Regions from separate parts of the Triticum aestivum genome. Here region 2 is linked to region 1. A link is a contact called in public Hi-C data. All regions are on one chromosome and are shown on one strand. The core of a region is the stretch at or near the end of the contact, and the rest is flanking DNA. Distances in the headings are between cores, read along the strand shown. Region 1 holds the start of LOC123105636 (protein trichome birefringence-like 33). Region 2 holds the start of LOC100037593 (multiple inositol polyphosphate phosphatase 1).

Evidence for each region. Hi-C and Micro-C count contacts between places; a contact is called where the count stands out from the background.
Region 2: a Hi-C map of leaf shows a contact between it and region 1, with 2.4 times the contacts expected there. The contact joins the promoter of LOC100037593 here to the promoter of LOC123105636 in region 1. A contact is called at or near these places in 2 of 5 Hi-C or Micro-C datasets (both in leaf).

Annotation. Positions count from the first base shown.
Region 1 is chr5A:651,331,602-651,334,415 of IWGSC CS RefSeq v2.1, reverse strand. LOC123105636 (protein trichome birefringence-like 33) reads left to right here and starts at 1,464. Exons shown (of 5, transcript XM_044527734.1): 1 at 1,464-2,284. The coding sequence starts at 1,812.
Region 2 is chr5A:651,464,329-651,467,209 of IWGSC CS RefSeq v2.1, reverse strand. It overlaps LOC100037593 (multiple inositol polyphosphate phosphatase 1), which reads right to left and starts at 1,469. Exons shown (of 11, transcript XM_044527736.1): 1 at 1,233-1,469; 2 at 932-1,016; 3 at 315-614. The coding sequence starts at 1,363.

The DNA.
Region 1 (2,814 bases), core at 215-2,714:
CCCCCTCCAAATTCTGCGTAGCTTTGAATGTTTGGCCGGCGGTACGTGGTGTCCCGTCGCGAAGGCCAGAAGGACGTCTGCCGACCTCGGGTCGCTGGGGCACCGCTTTCCGCCAAAAACATGCCGGTCGGGCTGCAATCCACCACACGGCAGTATTGGTATACAGACGTCCATCCAAATGCACTAAGTAGATTAGGAGGCGGTAGTGATCAAGTTTGTGCATGCCATGACTGGCGGAGTAACAAGGACGAGAGCGATGCGTGTGAGCAAGAAAAGATAGTAGCAGTACAAGAAACTGGCCGCGGCGCGTGATTCAGGCGAGATTACGCCCCGCGATGGAAGGAAAAGATCGGCGGCCGATTTAGGTTTGGGACACGCATTTCATTTCATCAGATGGTCCGAGTTCATTAGTACTCCAGTACAGTAGTACGTACTATGCTTCATTGATCACCTGCCGGCCATCTTGTTCAAGCGTCGACCGATCTGAGGTTGCCACAGTGTCATCAATAACTGCAAATCTGCAATGGACGACGCACCTACCCTACCCGGCGTATGGTCCGGTGCCGGCAACGGAGCTCAACAACAACTAGTGCTGCGTGCGTCGACGAGATGAGGCGAACCTGAACAGGGGGTTAGTGGGGCCACGTGGAAGCCGGATCTGGCGCCCTGGGGGACACATGGCCCCTCCCCCCGGTCTTCCCGGTTCGAATGTAACTGGTGCTGCCGTTCGCAGCTGGTCGATCGAAGAACACAAGGAAAGGGAAGCTCAAATTTTTACTATTCCCTTCGTTCGTTCCTAAACGTAAGTCTTTATAGAAATTTTACTATAAACCGCATTCGGATGTATATAGAATCATTTTAAATTTAAATTCATTCATTTTGCTTCATATCTAGTCCACCTAGTAAAATTCCTACAAAGACTTATATTTAGAAACGGAAAGAGTACAGCTTTTTAACCAAGGTAACTGACCAAATTGGAATTTCCTTTTGGCATGCACCTCGAGTAGTACTCCCTCCGTTTCCAAATATTCGTCTTTCTAGACATTTTAAATGGTTACAACGTACGGATGTATGTAGACATATTTTAAAGTGTAGATTCACTCATTTTGCTTCGTATGTAGTCATTTGTTGAACTCTCTAGAAAGACAAATACTCCCCCGTTGTTATTTACTCCACATATTAAAGTTGACTGAAGTCAAACTTTGTAAAGTTTACAAAGCTTGACTTTGACCAATTCTAATATGCGAAGTAAATACAGGAGGGAGTAGTAGTAATGCAGACATGCAGTATATTAAATGAACATGCAGTGCAGTAAGTACACCGAGTAATCACGAGAGCAACACACTACTAGTACTACTAATTGCTGTAATAATCGGCCCATGTTTACTCGAGCAAACACCCCAAGTGTGAGCCCACCCACAAACCACAAACCACCATTCGGACACGCACCACACCCCCAGCTATACCCCCGGCATTCAATCCTACTCCACTTCTCACCAAAGTTGCCAGGGCCCCAACCCCGAAAGCGAGCGACCTGCCTCTCCGATCTCCTCCTCCCCTCAACAAAGCCAAGCCAAAGCCAAGAACACCGGCGCTTTACCCTCCCCCACCCCCAGATCCCAACCGCCCCACAGATTCCTCCCCAAGCAGCGCCGCGCACGCCAGATCGGATCGCCCCGCCCCGCCCTGCCCCGCCGACGAATCTCCATTGCATCTCGCGATGCTGGCGGCGGCAATCTAGCTAGCAAGCAAGCAGCAAGATCGACCGAGCTGAGCCGAGCCGGGGGCGAGACGAGACGAGGGCTAGGAGGATGATGAAGCCGCAGCACGGCGCGGCCGGCGGCGGGCACGGGCGGCGCACCCCGTTCCTGACCTCCTATGCGCTCACGCTCGCCTTCATCACCTTCGTCTCCGTGCTCTACTTCAAGGACTTCTCCTCCACGCTCCACCAGCCCTTCCTCCACCACCCGCCGCCCCGCCACCGCCCCAGGCCCCGTCCCCACGTCCCCATGGGCGGCGGCAAGGCTGGGCCGGTGGTGGCAGAGAAGAAGGTCTCGGGCTCCCGCTCGGCGGCGGCGGTGTCGCTGCCGTTCGCGGTCGGGCGTGCTGCGGCCGGGTGCGACGTGGCCCGCGGCGAGTGGGTGTACGACGAGGTGGCGCGGCCGCTGTACCAGGAGGAGGAGTGCCCCTACATCCAGCCGCAGCTGACCTGCAAGGCGCACGGCCGCCCCGACACCGCCTACCGCCACTGGCGGTGGCAGCCCCGCGGCTGCTCGCTCCCAAGGTGCGTGAGTAAATCGCATTACATTACATTATCATCCATCCATGGACAAAGAAAAATCACATGTTCCTCCTCTCGACGGCGATAGTGGGTTTGGATCGATGTTTGTGCCCCATGACAGAGAAAACAATACTTACAAAATAACAAATCGTCGAGCGTAAAAAGAGAAGAATGGATCCAAGCCTTGACGCCGACTCGGCGGATGGAACGAATCGATCGTAGTCCACCGGGAGGTTGGGATTTTACGGTTATTGGGTTAGCAACGGTGAAGAACAGCGAGATTTTGAGGCTAATCCGGCCGGTAGGGTTTGGCCGGACGCGCTTGGCCTTTGCTTACTTGCGTCCGGGCGGGTTCAGGCGCTACGAGGCTCCGAGGTAGGCGAACCACCCCATCGTCGGGGTTGGGGAGGTAGGCCACTCCGAGGTGGTGGTGGCGGTGGTGGGGGCGCGGCGAGCGACGCGACACGACACAGGTCCATTCGCCGGCGACTCTAGAAACGTGCCGAGTCCGGGGTCTGGACTGGACGGCGCAA
Region 2 (2,881 bases), core at 220-2,719, 130 kb before region 1:
CATCTCAAACATACAGCAATAGTTAGCCACACTAAGCGACAGTCAAACTCAATAACATTATAACTCAACTGGAAATCATCAACAGCAACAGCAACAATGTCCAAACTAATATAAGACGTTTTAGATCACTAGTTTACAGAAGTAGTACTTGGTTTGCAACACATTGAGACTCGGTAAACTGAGTTTCTGCCAAATGCTATATATTTATTCCTGTTTCATCTGATAATGACTAACACATGAGACTCGGTAAACCAAGAATCCTAAAATTTGTTGATATGAACGTGTTAAGTATGGCAAGAACCTGTCGAGCTTACCTGGGTTGCTCTTATTGAGTACACGTCTGGATGATATTCCTCATCAAACAGGTCCTGAAACCTCTCCTTCACTCGGTTAGCAAAATTGAACAGCTCTTCCTCACCTTCGCTAACCAGTTCGCCCCCTTTGACCCTACCCTTCCAACGTGACTCCCACCCCTTCATCCATGATGGAATTTTCTTCAGAGAAGCAGTGTCAGATCCTTGTTTTGCCTCATCTACTAAAGTCCCCAACCGCACAGCCAGCCTATCCAACTCCTTGATTCTCTTCTTGGTAGGAGCACGGGTCCCATGTCTTGCCTGGTAAATAAAAGTATCGAATGAATTCAGCCAATTTTATCCTACACAAGTAGTACACAGTGGGGAAATAACAAGCAGACTCCGCAGAATATTGTTCCATTTCAGGTCAGTCATCAACATCTATTAATTCCTGAACTATGGCAATGCTTAAATAACTCAGGAAAACAGACTAACACCATATGGCATATCACCGACACGACTGCTAAGTACTTGGTTTCAATCCCTTCCAAGCAGTACTGGAGACCGAGTTCACACTGGAACTGGGTGGCGAAATGTTGGCACAGAAATGTGTGGAATGCAGGGGAAATGAAACTCACGACGAGATTGAGGTGGATCACGCGGCACTCATCCGAGATAGAGGGCGCGGAGACCACGCTGTTGGACGCCCTGGACACATCGTACCTGCGAAAATCACCACCAAAGGGGGTTAAAGTTAAACCCTACCATCTCCGCAAGCCCCCGTCTCCGTCCCCAACACCACGGCCTGGGCAACCACCTCGCTCGCATCCGAGGCTAGCTCGAACCCCGCTCCACCGCGAATCCACCGGCGAACTAGCCGGGGATCAGGCGGCGCTTGGAGAGACGACAGAGAGGGAGGGGGCTGAGGGGGAGGGGTACCTGGTGACAGTGGAGAGGTGGCGGCGGACGTCGAAGGCCTCGGGCTCGGCGGCCGCCGGCGGCAAGAGGGGGGCGGCCGCGAGGAGCGTGGCGAGGAGGAGGAAGGGGAGAGGCGTGGCCGGAGGAGCCATGGCGAGTCGCGATTTGCTTCTCTGTCTTTCCGATTCGGTGGGAGGAGGGCTGGTCCGAGTTTTTTTGGACGGCGACCGCGCCGAGCCGAGCCGGCCGGCTATGCACGTGGCGGGGTAGGGGGGCGCACGGGACACGTCCCCAAGGCCATCTGAACGGTCGGCGTCGCGCTGGACGGCCGGGATTGCGTGTGGTGGCTTTTAAAATCCGGATGCGTCTCGGCGCGGCGCCACGTTCTGCGTGCTTCCGAATCACGTGTGATCATGGGCTCCTGGTTTTCTTTCCATTTCCTTTCTTTGTTGGTTTGTAGGCTGCCTTTAACAAGGGTGAAAACTTTGCCACACTTTACTAAATAAAAAAGGGATCTTACATCTAAAAAAAGGATCTTAAATATGTGCATGCATTCCCCAAAAGGAAAGGAAATATATTAAACAAAAAGTCTACTCTCCATTGCCTTCTTTTCTATTCTTGGCTATAAATATTGGTGGCATTGAAGAATGATTCCTAAATTTGTATCATTTTATTTGTTCCATATCTCCCAAGAGTATATGAACAGAAGTCTCCCGCTTCCTCCAAAAGCTGACAAAGGTTGCACTTTGTCCAATCTTATTTCTCTAGAAGCAATCGGCGGTCTAGTCACATCGTCCAAAGGGAGAAGAACTATTGTAACTGAATCACGTGTTATTGTGATCCTCTAGTTTTCTTGTTGTTATCATGGGGCATAAATCAACTCTATAAAGTTGCTTTAAAGGCAACAATCAAGGCTAGATTCTTGTCTTCGTACTTTTTGGTGTTCATTCGAACAAATTCATGTGCTAATAAATGCACGTGCCTTACGGAACCTTGTAGTGTCAGTCATTGTACGACGACAATCCTTCAATCACAAAATGAAACACATCTACAAGACCTCATGTGAAACTACGATATCTCTAACTCAATAAAAAAATACTTCAATCATGTCAATTGATACAAGATCTTTTTAGGAATCCAAGGGGAAAAGGTTTAATTTCAGAGAATTAGCGGGGGGCCAACTAAATAAAAAGAGTTTTTTTGTTTGGAGTACACAAAATGCGTACCTTTCCTTTATAAAAGATAGCAAAGGCAATTACAGGAGAGTTCATCCTAGCACAAAGTAGGAAGGGAGTCCAAAACCCAACTCAAAAACTCCATCTAAAAAACTAGCCAACTACACACATAACAAATCAATCCAACCCTCTCCTATTCCTGCCATGGCTAAAGTTCACTACCTAATGGATGAGGACAGCGGGTCTTGGAATGAACAGAAGGTACGTGCCTTCTTTCTGAACGATGTCTCCTTTGAGATTCTTCGGATCCCTATTAATAGGAATTTCGAGGATTTTGTTTGATGGCCTTTCACAAGGTTTGGGAAATATACTATGCGATCAGCCTACAATATGGCTCGGTCTGCACACTTTCTAGAGTCTCATATTAAGAATGGTCAAGGTTTGATCTCCAATATTTCTTCCCAAAAAAAGGGATGGAAGATGTTGTGGTCTATC